Linked DNA regions of Rattus norvegicus: region 2 is linked to region 1. A link is a contact called in public Hi-C data. All regions are on one chromosome and are shown on one strand. The core of a region is the stretch at or near the end of the contact, and the rest is flanking DNA. Distances in the headings are between cores, read along the strand shown.

Evidence for each region. Hi-C and Micro-C count contacts between places; a contact is called where the count stands out from the background.
Region 2: a Hi-C map of the A7r5 cell line shows a contact between it and region 1, with 2.4 times the contacts expected there. The contact joins two enhancer-like sites. A contact is called at or near these places in 2 of 12 Hi-C or Micro-C datasets (the A7r5 cell line and Schwann cells).

Annotation. Positions count from the first base shown.
Region 1 is chr1:252,301,647-252,309,184 of GRCr8, reverse strand. It overlaps Got1 (glutamic-oxaloacetic transaminase 1), which reads left to right. Exons shown (of 9, transcript NM_012571.2): 9 at 1,834-2,644. The coding sequence ends at 1,973. It overlaps Cnnm1 (cyclin and CBS domain divalent metal cation transport mediator 1), which reads right to left. Exons shown (of 11, transcript NM_001107593.2): 11 at 4,980-7,196. The coding sequence ends at 7,117. Among named protein-coding and RNA genes, the nearest start is that of Got1, 24 kb to the left of the region's middle. Within about 2 kb of position 3,229, at least 12 of the 93 cell types and tissues checked have an H3K27ac peak or open chromatin away from gene starts, as enhancers often do. A contact at or near this core is called in the A7r5 cell line, where this site is marked.
Region 2 is chr1:252,429,282-252,436,665 of GRCr8, reverse strand. It overlaps Nkx2-3 (NK2 homeobox 3), which reads right to left. Exons shown (of 2, transcript NM_001107594.1): 2 at 6,357-7,384. The coding sequence ends at 6,739. Among named protein-coding and RNA genes, the nearest start is that of Nkx2-3, 5.6 kb to the right of the region's middle. Within about 2 kb of position 5,360, at least 6 of the 93 cell types and tissues checked have an H3K27ac peak or open chromatin away from gene starts, as enhancers often do. A contact at or near this core is called in the A7r5 cell line, where this site is marked.

The DNA.
Region 1 (7,538 bases), core at 1,980-4,479:
TACATGTGATTCCTTAGGGACCGAACTTAACAGGGCTTTTGCAGTCTCCAGGTAGTACTCTTGAAAAGATGTTGTAAAGTTATCTTTCCTTGTCATTAATTTAAAAATTGGGTAGGTAGTTGGGATTAAAAGCTGATTGGAGATCCAGTGGGCTTGGTTTGGGCCAGCTGTCAGCAGAGTTCCATTATGATAGAGGAACCATTTCTTACTAAGGAGTTTCTCAGTGCCTGCTGGATACCTGCTGTTAGACTGCTACAGAGGACCCACTCACCTGTCATCCTGGTGGCTCCAGGGGCGGATACATGTTGCTGTCTGTTGTCAGGGAAACACTAGGGGCCCCAGACAATGTCAGGGCTGTCAGTTCTGGCTTGAAATGGGCTGAGGAACAAACCAAAGGAGATAAACAGGAAGATGTGATCAAGATTGTGTTATAGATTTGTATTGAAATGAGGCTGCCCCAGAAAGTGGCGAGCGGCTTGGTTAGCAGTAGGTGTCCTCACGATTGTGGGGTAGAGTTCGTTGAAAAGTCATCTTTGTGCAGCTGGAAATAAAAATGGGACCGAGGATGGTGTGTGAGCCTCTAAGAGCTCACAGAAGGGGGATCCCCACGAGAGCATTCTTCTACTCTTCAGAGTAGGAAAATGATTTTGTCCTAACTCTGCAAGAAGTGGTAGGAATAGACTGATGCCTCTGACACCAGTCATCATTTTGGTTTTGGTTTTGCGTTTTCTGGGGGTATTGGGGGAGAGTTCCAAGATAGGGTTTCTCTGTGTAGCCCTGGCCTTCCTGGAACTTGCTCTGTAGATCAGCCTGGACTGAGACTCAGAGATCTGCCTGCCTCTGCCTCCCAAGTGCTGGGATTAAAGGTGCGCACCACCACCACCACCACCACCAGCTTCATTCACTGTATTTTAACAACAGTGTTTGTTCTATGCCCCCCCCCATTTTATTAAGAAAACATGCGGATCCAGGTGTGGTGGCACACAGCTTTTCATTCAGCACTCAGGAGGCAGGCAGAGGAGAGCGTTGAACTTTCCCTCTGCCCATCTGTGAAATGGGCATGAACCGACACGCTTGCAACACTGCCCCCCAGCATGCCACATTGCCCGCCACTTTGTGTGATTTTATTACCCTCTGTTTTCGACGTGCTAATTAAGCAAAACAATATGATAGAATTCTGTCACAGTTTTGCAGAGAAACACAATCACGGTAGTGATTGAAGGAGTGCGGTGTCTGTCCCCTTCTGCTTTCGTATGTGGGTTTTTTTTCTGCAAACATGGAATCCCTGCTGCCTCCAGGGAGGCTGAGGAGTGAATGGTCCAGAGGGTAGGATCTGATGGTCCTAGGTCACAGGGCCTGGGTAGTGTCTCAGCCTGTTGGTTCACCTCCATGTTGGTTATCTGAACTTTGGGATGAGCTCCTGTCTGATGTACTGTGGAATGAAATGCTGGAGACCGAGCTTGTTGGATGTTCAGGACTACGCAGCCAAACTGGGGGAGACCCAAAGCCGGTGTGGAGTAACCAGTTTTCCGATCAGGGTACTGCCCTTGTGTCTGATGGTCGTTCTCAGTTGAGAGGGGTATCTAATATGCAAAGTCTGACTGGGAGGTCATCCGGGAGTCAAAGCTTTCCCCTTCTGCTGTAGTGATATTGTGAACGCCCTGAGAACTGAACATGAATTACGGGGGAAGTCTTTGTGGGATCTCGTGAGTAGTTTTCTGTTTGTTGATTGCACGAAAGGACAAAGAAGCTCCTTTGGTTTAGCTCGTCTGTGTTAGGGAGAAGAAGGATCCACTGCTTAAGTCAGTGTCTACTCTCCTGTCTTCTCTACAGCCAAGCAGGTCGAGTATTTGGTCAACGAGAAGCACATCTATCTGATGCCGAGCGGTCGGATCAACATGTGCGGCTTGACCACCAAGAACCTAGATTACGTGGCTACCTCCATCAATGAAGCTGTCACCAAATTCCAGTGAAGAAACACCGAGTAGTTCATACCACCAAAGCAGTTCCTGTCACAGCTTTCCTGCCTGCGCAAACCTAGCCGTACATGTTGTTTATTAGAGATGACCACCATGGGGAGGCAGCCGCTGTTTAGCTGGCCCCACAAGAGAAGACATTTCTTGAAATGAACCTGGGTCGGGTGGGGGGATGACTGGGGTTAGGGCCTTTTGGAAACCAGAGCAGATTAAAGTTATTTAAGAATAAAAAACCCTTTGATATGAGATGTAATCACCTTGCCTTCCTCTGTAGTATTCTGCAGGAGTGTTGCCCACGAAGCCGTGGGCTTCTGCACGTTGCTTGAGTCTGTACAGAGTCCTGTCCCCAAAATCAAGTTGTCTGAGGAGCCAGCTGTGACTGTGGATGTTGGCATTAAAACTCACCATTTCCATCGTCTCTGTCTCTCGGCCCCCTGATCTTTCCGCATGGTTGTGACCCTGGTCTTGGAACATTAGTTTTTTAAGGCCACTGTGGCCAGTATTTATATCATGACACACAAGTGGATTTACATATTTAACTGAGATGAAAGTTCCGCTAAACGGTATTTGCTCTTGTGATACGTGGCACATTGTGACATTTTCTTAGTCTCTTCTGTCGTGTTCTGTTTCATTTAAAAAAATAAAAATGCTGATCAAGACAAAGGGAATTAATTGAGTTTGTGATCCATTAATGAGTTGTGACCCACAATTTAGAAAGAAGTCTTTAGAGGGATTTGCTAATGGCAAAAGGTAGAAAAACAAAACAAAACAAAACAAAATGTGTTTTCGAAATCGAAAGTTCCAGTGGGATCTCGGCTGTAAGTCCATGCTGCTTTTGCACGTTTATCATTCAGATGCCCGCCATTTTCTTATTTTTCTTAAGAAACTGGGATGATATCATTTAGAGGGACTCTAGAATACCAGCTCTTCCCGTAACTACTGGAACTGTTATGTCCCTAGCGAATTGGAAAAATTACAGCTGCTTAAACACACCACAATTTCCGGAGTCCCTGAACTCTGTGAATGGTGGTTGTGGAAAAATTGGTAGGGTTGTGCTTTATTTTAAGCAACAGAGTAACCACTTTTAAATGTTTCAGAATACTTCAAAATATTTAAGAGTGGCTTTTCAGATTTCCCAGGACTCCCGTGTGGTATAAAATCCTAAAGTTTTAAAGATGATGGGCTCCAGAAGTCACCAGGTCCAGCCTGGCTCCCCCAGTGAATCAGCCTGCTTCCTGTCGTCCCTGACTCACCCTCTTTCCTCTGGGTGTGGTGAGGAATTCCTCCCAAGTTTACTAAGGCACCCTGTTCTGTCAGTAGTGCCTTTTAGTTAAAAAAAGATCTTGGACCTTGATCCAGAATTTGGTTTGCTTTTGTCGTTCCTTATTCCTTTCTTTGAATCAGTCTGTTGGTACCGAACAGGCGGCCTTCCTGCCTCTTGAGAGCAACAGTGTTACCCCTGGTCTGGCTTTCTTGTACAAAGCTCTCCGCCCTCATTCCTTCTGTCTGGAAGGTGCCCAAGGCTGGTGGGTGTGGGTGAAGTAAAGGTTATTAGATGTAAGCTTGTCACTTGTTTCCTTTTGTATCCTTCATCAACCTTTGTTCCTTCAACTTTAAGATGTTGCCATCCCAGCATGAGTTTCTTGCATTCTCCCTTGGTGTGACCTAAGCCATCAGACACAGTACCTCTGTTGGGGACAGACTTGGTTGAGGTTTGATTTGGCAGGCACGATGGCTCGGCAGTTAAGATTCCTTGTTGCTCTTTCCCAGGACTGGGGTTTCCTTTCCAGCACCCACATGACCTCTCATAACTGCCAGGAATTGCAGTTCAAGGGGATCTGACACCCTCTTCTAGCTTCCAGGGCGTACCTACATATGCTAAGGCATACACATGAATACATTAAAAAAATAATTTTGATCCATGTGGCCCTCCAAAATGTCCTTCCCAGTAAACTCAGTAGGGCGTATTTTTCTTGTTCAGGGAAAGAGAATCTCTCTCTAGGGGAAGTGCCAAAACTATTTAAATTAAGGAAACAGCTTTAAGTCTCAATGCCAGTACCAACATGCTGAAAATGCTTTTTAGTATTTTAAAGGAAAAAAATGAAGTGGGAATTTGACCTTGTGTGTTCATATATCTTGGTTAGCATGTCCTGTACTGTGTCTGGGGCTCTGGATGTTTGGGGGACCCTGCACGACCTCTCAGACATGGGTGCATGGTAGACTTCAGAGGTGGGCAAACAGGAAACTTCAACTCAGGATGTTGGGGGCCACACTCAGACACGCCCCTGAGAGGTGGCAGGACAACCTCAAGCAAGTTATCTAAAGTCTCAGGCAGATCAATGCCTTTGAGGGGGAGATTTGAGAAATGAGCCGATGGGTCCTTATTAGATATGATAAGTATAGCCCAGAGGAAACAGTTGTTGCGGGGTTAAGGAATGAATCTTAAATTGTTCCGGTTTAGCCCAGTAACGGTCTTGTTCCGCAGCTTGTCAGCTGCCGGCTGGTCCATCTCCAAGCTAGCTTTCACTGCAAATGGAGCCTTTGGCCCACTGCTCTCTTTCCTGCCTCTAGTCTTTGCTTAGAGACTGCTGGGATGGGGTCAGACTGTCCGGGAAGGTCTGAAGAACCTCACTAGTGAAGCCGGCAGAGTCTCAGGGGCGTGTCTGAGTCTGGCCTCCAACATCCTGATCTCATGGTCACGTGGGTTCAGCAGCCGCTGGCCCTAATCATTATCCTCTTAATACCCCTTTTGTCTCCATTTATACCCAGGTTTCTGTTTACTTCCCAGTCATTCCTATAAAAACCCTGACCCACCTGGGTTCCCAAAGCAAAGTATCCGAACTTTGCTGTAACCTTACCTCAGCCTCCCACCTGCCTCGAGGGGCGTATCCTTGCGGGCAGATGGGCCACAGGTGGGATGTGACACATGTGCACTGTCCAGCATGCATCTCAAATGAAATTGCTTTAGAACTCCGGAATCCCTCGGGCAGGCAAAGCAGCTAGTCCAGGAGATACATTTTTTTTATTTTATTTAAAAATTATTTACAATTTATTGAGTCTTCATAAATGCTTTATTTTAAAATCTCTTTTTTAAAATGTATTTTAACCTGAAGAAAATCTGGGGTGGGGGTGGGGCTTGGGAGCTAGGGAAAGGAATGGTGACAGGTCCCTTAGAGGTTCTGCAGAGGGAGGGGCTAATGTGACAGCAGGGGTGGCCAAAGGGTTAATGAGAGGGAACTTCATTTACCTAGCAGGCTCCCTTTCGAGATCTTGTTCCAAACTCATCACTTACTGGCCTAGGTCTGAGACACCCAGCACTAAGTGCTAGCACTGGATTCCGAGCAGGCAGGAGCAGGTAGGGAGAGGTGGCGTGGACTTAGCTAGAACACATGCATGGCCCCTCAGGGCAGCCAGGCTAAACAAGGGGCATGTGAAGTCAGTGACACACGAAGAAGAAGCATCTCTGGCTCCAATCTTCCCTCCTGTGGGCTGACCCTCTTGGCAACACCTACTGTGGTTTTGGTAGACAGTGGGCAAAAGTTATATGGGATGTAGGTTGTCACCCTACTGTGTGATGTGTCAGCGATTTCTGAGGACCCTGTCTTAAGTGGGTGTCAACCTTGCCCCACCGACAAGAATGCTTGACCACCTATACCTAAACACTATTCTCAAGTGTCCCAGTATTCGCTCTGCATTGCAGAAACATTGGGCTGAAAGTTCCATTACTTAAAACTGTTAAAAAGCCTTCGTGGATCTGGGAACTTTGAGAACATGAAGAAAGCTTATGTCTCTGGAAAACACACAAAAACACTACGTTCCGACAGTTTTAAGGGCTCCTTAGCTCCCCTGGAGTCAAACTATGGACTGCCCTGGGGTAACGCCCCAGGCTAACAACCCCTGAGTTAAAGTTCCTGTGGGCAAGTATTTTCCTGTGACTGAATAGGGGCAGGGGCTGGGGGTGGCAGCTAGGGAATGGTTTGGAGATTCAGCAGGCAGCACTGAGTCTCTGGGCACTGGCTGGAGGTGTGCAAGGACGGGGTGGGAAATAAATCAGAAACTCAAACTTGACTTTTAAATTTCCCTTGGGCTGGCTGTGTTTCCCAACACCTACATTAGTCTTAGGAGTAGATATGCACGGTCATTCTGCCACCTTGTGGTTATGATTAGAATTGCATCTGCCCCCACATCCAGGACTAAAACCCCTGGATCTGGTAGGTTTTTGGAATACTTAGCTTACCATCAAGGGATGTAGTAAGAGGCTTGAGGTGGGGGTATGTGGAAAAGAAAAGTGAGCATTCAACATTCCTGTGTCAAGCACAGTGAAGTCCCGTGACAGCACGGAGCACCCTTCCTGGCCGACCTGGGCACTCTTTGGTTTATCATGGCTACACAAACTGAACAACTTACAATCTTTTCATGTAAGTTTTTTTTTTCCTGCTTTGATTTTCACTTAAAACCTGAAGTTTTGTGTCTGGCTCACAACTTGGCCTCTATGCTCCCTGAACCTCTTCTTCTGAAGCAAACGTATAGAGAGATTAATCTCTAGACGTCCAAACTGACATCCCGGGAGACACAGTGACTTGGGGATTCCTCTCGCTTCATTCCGCTGATCTGTCCTTCCCCGGGCTGCAGGGAGAACCACTCACTAACAGTGAAGAATCCTTGTCCATCCCTGGAGCTGATTTTCACGTCAGCCCCTCTAGACTCCAGTACTCCTCTCTGCCAGCTTCACTGTCTGAGTTGACGCGGATCATGAACTATGGTAGAAAGGGTTATTTTGTCCTGGAAGAAAGAATGGTGAATTTCAGGACACAGGTCTCCCGTGGCCCAGGGACACCAAAGAACAACGGTTATCACTGGGAACCTCAGAATGGCATTGTCAGCTTGGCGTCATCCCCTGGCCAGTCCTAGACTATGCTACAGACAAGACCGTTTCTAGCATCTTCCACCACAGGTATCTCCTTCTGTGTCAGACATGAGGCAGCTCGTAAAACTTGCCAAACTGACTGAGGGGTGAAAGGTGGAGGGCAGAATGTTCTGTCACTGACGGGAGGCCTTGGGGGGGGAAGTGAGTGACGGGAGGGTGGGTCTTCCCCCAAGGCCTCGGAGTCTCACGCTCAGCCAAGGAGGGAAGACCTCGTCATGTGATCAGGGGTGTTAAATTGGAGTTTTCCTCAGAGGCTCTCTCTCCGTCTGCTGATTTCTTTCTCTTCCGGCCACCTGAAAAAAAACAAAACAAAACAAAAAACAAAACAAAACAAAAAAAAAACCAAAAAAACACAGGCTGTCAGCATCTGCCTGTAGCTAGGGAGAGCACTCATGCCATGGCAGCAGCCTGAGGACTCTTCAACACAGATGCAGGAGGGGAGGCATAGCCCCTCTCTGGAACTCATGCGATGGAACCTGCATTTCACGGGGCTGATGGGAGCACATTTACTCCTTGAAGCACTTTCCCATAAGAGGGACAATTCTGAAAAGCCACAGCTCCTGGCACTAGCTTATGGTAGAGGGTGCACAGAAGGGATTGAAGTAGGTAGGCCCCGGAAGGCCTTCTCTCCCTTC
Region 2 (7,384 bases), core at 4,111-6,610, 130 kb before region 1:
ACCACCACTATCACCACTACCACCATCACCATCACCACCACTATCACTATCACCACCACCATCACCACTGTGGCTAACTAACCAGTTTTACAACTGAACATACATGTGAATAAAGTTGGTTTTAAATTCCATGCTCATTTAAAATAATGAAGATTAGAGTAAAATAACCCTAAAATACTAAGTAGTAAGGGTCATGTGGCATTTCTGGTGCAGGGCAAACAAGCTAATGCAATAGGCTATATAAAATTTGTGTAGTTGTGGCATGATGGGCCACGCCTGTAATCCAGCACTTGGGAAGTTGAGGCAGGAGGATCTTGAGTTTGAAGCTGGTGTGTATTTAATACCAATTAAAAATCACCAAACATGGACTAGAATTATGCTAATTTAGTAGGTTACCCTAACCAATTTGAAGTGCTTTTAAATGTAAATTACTCTGGTTGCAATTTTGGAAAATTTCAAATTCAAGTCTTCAGTTCTCATCTCCCATGCCCCCAGAACCTTACTGGACAGCACTGATATAGAATATTTCTATTTGGCCAGGCAGAGTGGCGCATACCTTTAAGTCCAGCACTCAAGAGATAGGTGGATTTCTTGAGTTCAAGGACAGCCTGCTCTACACAGAGAGTTCCAGAACAGCTACAGCTACACAGTGAGAGCCAGAGAGAAAGAGAGAGAGAGAGAGAGAGAGAGAGAGAGACAGACAGACAGACAGACAGACAGACACAGAGACAGACACAGAGACAGACACAGAGAGAGACACACACATACACAGAGAGAGACACATACACATACACACAGAGAGAAACAGAGAGAGACAGACAGACAGACAGAGACACAGAGAGGCACACACAGAGAGATATTTCTATCGAGAATGTTCTTTTGGACACTGTTCTAGAACTTTCTTCAGCAGCACTCCTTGCAACAGCCCCAAACTATAAACTCACCTGGCTGCCTGTCAGTAGAGGAATGGTAAATTTATTGTGGTATGTCAAACACTCTGAAATTGTTTGAATGAACTACCTGTTACATGCTGCAATAGGAATACACCTGGCAAATAAAAGCCGGGCACAATAAGAACGCATACAGGCAATTCCTTCAAGGCCATGTGCTCCAACAGTGAAGCCCCTCAACAAGCCGGGGCTCTGGAAGGCTGTAGTCACCGTGGGATGTGAGGGGGTTGGGATTTGCGGGTACTGGCCCTATTGTTTTTCTGCCTTGCTATTAGTGGTTTACTATATCTTCTTTATAACCGCCCCCCCCCACCCGCCGCCATGTGTGTCTCTGTTTTCACATCCTGCTTTTTAATCTGGCACCTACAGTTCAGGGAGGGGGAAAGCATTCTTTCAATACAGTCAATGTGCTTTTGAGGTCACTGCTCTCATCGGGACTCCTTCTCAGCACATCCTGCCCTCCCGGTGAACACGTGGCACCGCACCCCGGATTCCTACCTCTGCTCTGCGCTGGCCTGGCTCTGCGCCTCGGTGGTGACAGTCAGTACAGCTGGCTCTTCCAGTCCCTCAGTTGGCCAGGCCCTCAGGGCTTGCTGGTGCGCTCCGCGCTCAGCCGACTTTGGCAGCCCTGGAGCCCGCCCTCTGGTATCTATGGCTGGAGGACCCTAGGATCCAGCCTCTCCAATGCAGAGCTGGACAGAGGCGGGGCATAAACGGTGTCCACTCACAGACACTACGTCCTTCTAGGTCCCTGGAATTGGGAAGGGGTGCCCCGGGAAATCCCCTCTGGGACTCTGAACCCTGAAATCAAGAAGTAAGCAGACTAGGGAGGGCCTCGATTCTGAATCTTCTTGCCTTGGCAAACAAGCGTCAGCCCCCACCCTGAGGAGATGCTTGGCCACTAACAGGCCTGTCTCTTGGTACCCCACCATCACCACCTCAGCCAGCAGAGAAGTAGATTTCCCTATCCTATCCTTTTCTCTTTCAGAGACTAGCTAAAGAGGACTGGGTCCCAGGACTTTTCTGCATCTGTTTGTGTCTCTTCCCCTCAGCTCTGCCCTCAGTGGGTTTACCAGTCGTGGCTCAGTTGGGGCAGGAGCCTGCTGGGTAGATTCCTGAACCCTGGAGACCAGATTCTCAGCGTGTACAGCAGCAGGCCCTGGCCCGCCACTTTTATCTGGGCCATCCCTTTAATTTTTCCAAACCAAAGCGATTGGCAGCTGAGTGTTTGTGGCCATCTGCTGATTTGTACGTTTTCTATTTGTGCATTTTCGCTGTAGATTCTAGAAGAGAATCTGAGTGATCCATTCAAGGGGAAACTGACCTGCCCCCAATCTGCTCCAGGAAGGTACTGCTTGTGGTGTTAGTTTTGAGGTTAGACTAGGGACAGCCTATTTCTCATCTGCGAGATCAGGCTCTGCAGGAACCTGATCTGACTGGCCAGTAAGAACTTATCCCTCCTCCTCCCACCCCTGCCTACTCACCTCCTAAGCCCCAGGGTGGCATAAGTCACTGTGGGGTATTTATACACAGATTTAGGGATCCTGCCCACCCAGCCAGAAGCCAGCTAGAAATGACCATTTATCCTTCTCTCTAACTTAGCGAGGGACAGTAGAGCCCCAGAGAGACGGCTTAAGGGCTCTTGGGTAGTGAGAAGGCTGGAGGGGGTGCACTGGGTGGGATTCCTCTAGGCTTGCAGGACAATCTTATAGAGCAGCTGTTTTAGAAAGATCTCCTCACCCCACCCCTGGTGTGTGTGTGTGTGTGGGGGTGTTAAATGACGCTGAACTGGTCAAAGATTTTTCACTCTGATGTTCCTGGCTCTGGAACCCCAGCAATGACGGAAATCCTTTAACGAAGTAGTGGGAGCTATTTATTTTTGGAGTATACAGGCTCCCAGAGTGGGACAGGGGGCTGGAAGGGCTGGTCCAGGCTAGCTTTAAGTATCTTAAGACACGCAAACCACAAGGAAGTCAGCACACGGGCCCAGCTGTGCTTCCTCTTTGGGGGTTGCATTCCTCTTGGAACCTAAGGATGCAGACTCAGGGGAGACTCACCCGGACAGGAGGAAGCAGCCCAAGAAGGTGAGGATCTGGTGCTGGGAGCATTGAGAATCTGCAGCCCAGCAGGATGCCAGACGGTGTCTTGGGAGGGGGAGCAGCTACCTAGGAAACCCCAAGAGAGCCAGGGCTATTGCTCCTAGGGACCTCAGTTCCTCCAGTGCAGGCTCCGTCCTGGGGTGGAGCAGGCTGAGCCTGACTCACATATCACTATCCTCACCCAGTAAGTGTGGAGGAATCCCATTACTTTCCAAACCCCGCTTCCTTATTTTCAAATCCTCCCCCACCCTCTGTGTGATGTCAAAGTCATCACCAAGGTTCCTTGCCTACCCTGAGCTGTAGGGAGAAGTGTGATGTCTAAGGGCAGAGAGTTCCCTGGCAGCACGGTGCCTTAGAGGACAGAAGGCAGAACTGGGTACCAGTGTTTTGAGATGAGCTGCCACGTGCCCTGCCCTAGCAAGGGTAAGCCAAGAGGCCCCCTCTGCATTTCCCTTACAGACAATACTAAAGACACAGCTTGACACCCCCAGGGCCACCTGCATGGCTGTGGAGCACCCAAAAAAGAGTTGGTGAAGGAGTCTATGCATAGCCCTCTCATAGCCCATGAATCTTACTATAATTTCTACATCAGTGATGCTAGCTTGGGCCTCCATGACCTTACTTCACTGAAGGAGGGAGACAAATAAATCTTCTTCACTCCACATAACATTACAATACTGGAAAGTACCTAAGACTCTGGAGGCATGGATTAGGGTATGATCACCTCCATTTGAGGGGTTCAGGAAAGAAGTGTGGCCTTGAAGCCGGAATTTACCAGAAAGATGGGAATAGAAGATGTCCCAGAGAGTGCTGGAGAGATGGCTCAGGGGTTAAGAGCACTGGCTGTTCTTTCAGAGGTCCTGAGTTCAATTCCCAGCACCCACATGGTGGCTCACACACATCTGTAATGGGATCTGATGATACCCTCTTCTGTCATGCAAGCATATGTGCAAATAGAGAACACACACACACCACACACACATAAATAAATAAATCTTTTTTTAAAAGACGTCCCAGATAAGGGGGCAACACGGCACTGCAGAGGTCTGAGGTCTGAGAGAGAAGGTTGACTTCTTTAGTTTTCCCAGTCTGGTATCAACTTAAATGCCTTTCTCTGACTCTTATCTCAAAGGACTTCAATTTTTAGTATTTTACTCTATGTACACTTTAAGTCTATCCGCTATTAAAACAATTAACACATTTATTTGTTTGTTTTTTTTTGTCACAAGCCCACCAGCCCACTTCCATACACAAAATGAATTCCAGGAATCTCTGGACCGACCGTGGTTTCCCACTACATCCACTCCTAGCGTCTAAGGCGGTGAGAGTAAATCGGTTCTAGGTGTATACCGTTGAATGACTGAATCTTCCAGCTAGTGAGAAACTGAGAACACCTTCTCCAGCCATCAGCTTCAGGAACTCAGGGCAGGGTAAGAGTGGCTTGGGCCACCCCCCACCCCATCCCCAGTGATTATGGAGTGGCTGGAGGAGGGGCTTCAGCTCACCGCAAGTTAAGATTAAACGAACTGGGGGTGCAGAAGTCTTGTGCACTAACTCAAGCCGAGCTCTGGGACTCTTCAGCTACCAGAGAGCAAAGAGGAGGCTGGTCTCCCTCCTCCCTCCGACTTCCACAGATTCGGGCTAGGCTCTTTGGAATCCCCAAGGGCAGACGTCCTGGGCGGTCAGAGGGTTTGGGGACACTGTCTTGCCTGCCAGCCTGCCTGCCTGCTGACCAACCTGCCTTCCTGCCTTTCTCCTCCTCTTTTTTTTTTTCTTGCAGTCCCTCTCTAGCTCCCTAGCCTAGCAGCCCCTCAGCAACCCAACAGCCCCCACCCCCTCCAGCACCGGCGAAATTGCTAAACTTGTAGCAATAATGACCCTGCATTCAGGCGGCCGACTCCCGCTGAACCTCTCAGCGCCCTGGCCCTCCCGGCCTAATCAGCGCGCCCCTCCCTGCTGCCCGCCCAGCCCCCGGCCCCCCGGCCACCCCTTCCCCCACACACAAAAAAATGCGGGGAACAAAACCCCCCGCGCATTTCTCCGTCCCTCTGTTGAGCAGACTGCTGCACAAAGCCCCCGCTCTGAGAAGCAACGGGGAGCTCGGGGGGGGGGGGGGACGTCAATCCGACGCGCTGGGGTTTTTGTTCGCGCAGGGGACCTCGCCTTCCTACCACACCTTTTGTTCGGGACTCCAATAAAAAGCCATTCTTTCCGCACCTTCCCGGCCCGGAGCCGCCTTTCAGCCGGGGCCGGCCCCACAATGGCGCGGCGCTCTGAGGCCTCCCCATTCACCCGCCTTGGCACGCTCACAATCGGCCGTGTGGCAGCACTGGCCTCGCACAGGCATTCTCCGCAAGTGACAAGGAGCCGCATAAAGCCGCGGCCGCCGGGGGAGAAGGGAGGGCGGCCGAGGGGGAGAGCTCAGCCGCGGCGGGGCGCGGCGCAGTGCAGCGCCCCCGGGCGAGCTCCAAGGCCGGGTGGCGGCCAAGGGAGGAGCCGCCCAAGGCTGAGCCTGAAGGCCAACTTCTTCCTCGGAGACCCTGGAGGTGGGGCAGAGTCCCAGCTTGACCAAGGCGGGTCCCCGCACCAAGTCTGTGCATCTGGGTAAAATGTAGCGGGGGTGGGCTGGTATGGGGGATTACAAAGTTCCCGACCTCAGGAGACCCAGAGCCTTCCTCCATCCTGTTCGGCTCACAACACTAAAAAGAAATTAACAAACAAAGCTAAAGAAGAGACCAAACTTGCAGCCAGGGGCCTGGCTAAGGGGCACCAGGCAGAGATGGCCAGGGTACTTCCCCTCACTTCCCATTCCCTTTAAGGGGGGCCCTCTCCAGTCTTTGGGGCTAAACAAGTCTTGCAGCAAGCCAAACAGCTCAGAAATATTGCACCTTCTTTATTGACTCCTGTAGTGTGTGACAGCGGATGTGTACACGGCGTGTGGTTATAGTATATAGAGATAATGTGCGGAATACAGAATACAAAACAGAAAGGAAACCAACCTGGCGACAGCCTAGGTTGGGCCTTCAGGTCTTGGATTTGCTCAGCTGCCTCCCTTCCCCCCAACTTTCGATCTCACTGCGGTGGTGGTCTCCAAGAAGAGTCCCCTGACAATCCAGGGATCCGGGCGGAGTCTGTCTCGGAAGGAAAACAGTTGGAAAACGAAAACTCCACTGCGTTGTGGCGCTCCGGGAGAGCAAGAGGGGCTTCGGATCGGTGGGATTTCTCAAGCTAGTACCCCATTTTCCTCTCCTTCACGCTCTCTCTCCAACTTTTTTTTCCTTTTATTGTTCTTCCTTTCCTTTTGCCTCCCTGTTCGGTCCGGTTCCCTGACCACACTACGAGAAGGCCAAGGGAAGGCAAGAGAAAAGCACCCCCTCCTCCTCCGGAGAGCAAGCGACAGCCTCCCGCACTCCCCACAGAGCCAGGGTGGGGAGGCCACCTGCTCCCTGGCGCCCGGCCGGTGTTTCTGTCTCAAACAGTCTTGACGACGACTGGACCAGGGCATCTTTTCTCCGCTGAGCCCTTTCCCAGGCCTGGAGTGTGCTGCGACCCTGGCCCCTTGGAAGGAGCGATACGTCTGTATTTTATTTTAACGAGGGGACATGGCCCTTGGGTCTGTCCTTTCTCGTGTCTCGTTCCCGCGGCGCCCAGCTTGCGGTAGGACGCCAGCCGCGTGTCCTGCCCAGACCTTACCAAGCCCTGATGCCCTGCAAGGTCCCCTGCGCGCACGCGGCTCCAGCTGCGGCACCTTGATGCAAGGGTTGCGCGCCGCCGCCGCTGCCGAAGCCTCCCAGGTTGCCCACGTTCACAAAAGATCCGCCGCCGGTGGCGCTGCAGGCGGGTTGCATTGCGGTGGTCGCGGCGGAGGCTGCGCCGCCACCACCGCCGCCGCCGCCTGTCGGGTAGGCGCAGCCGTAGCTGCCGCTGTAAGCCGCGGCTGCGGCTGCGGCTGCTGCTGCTGCAGCGGCTGCGGCCGCCGAGTTCCCGTAGCCGTAGGCGGGGAAGCTGTTGTAGGAGTAGGCGCCGGCACCCACGCCGTAGGGCGAGCCGTAGGCTTGCGCGCTGGGAGTGACGCACGGTTTGCCGTCCCGCACGAGCACCGGCACTGCCACGCGGCGGGGCGGCGGCGGCGGCGCGTGGGTCCCCAGCTCCAGGGACTTGTCCTGTCGCTGTCTCTTGCACTTGTACCTGCGATTCTGGAACCAGATCTTCACCTGTGTGGACGTGAGCTTCAGGCTGCTGGCAAGATGCTCGCGCTCGGGCGCCGACAGGTACCGCTGCTGCTTGAACCTGCGCTCCAGCTCAAAGACCTGAGCTTGCGAGAAGAGCACCCGG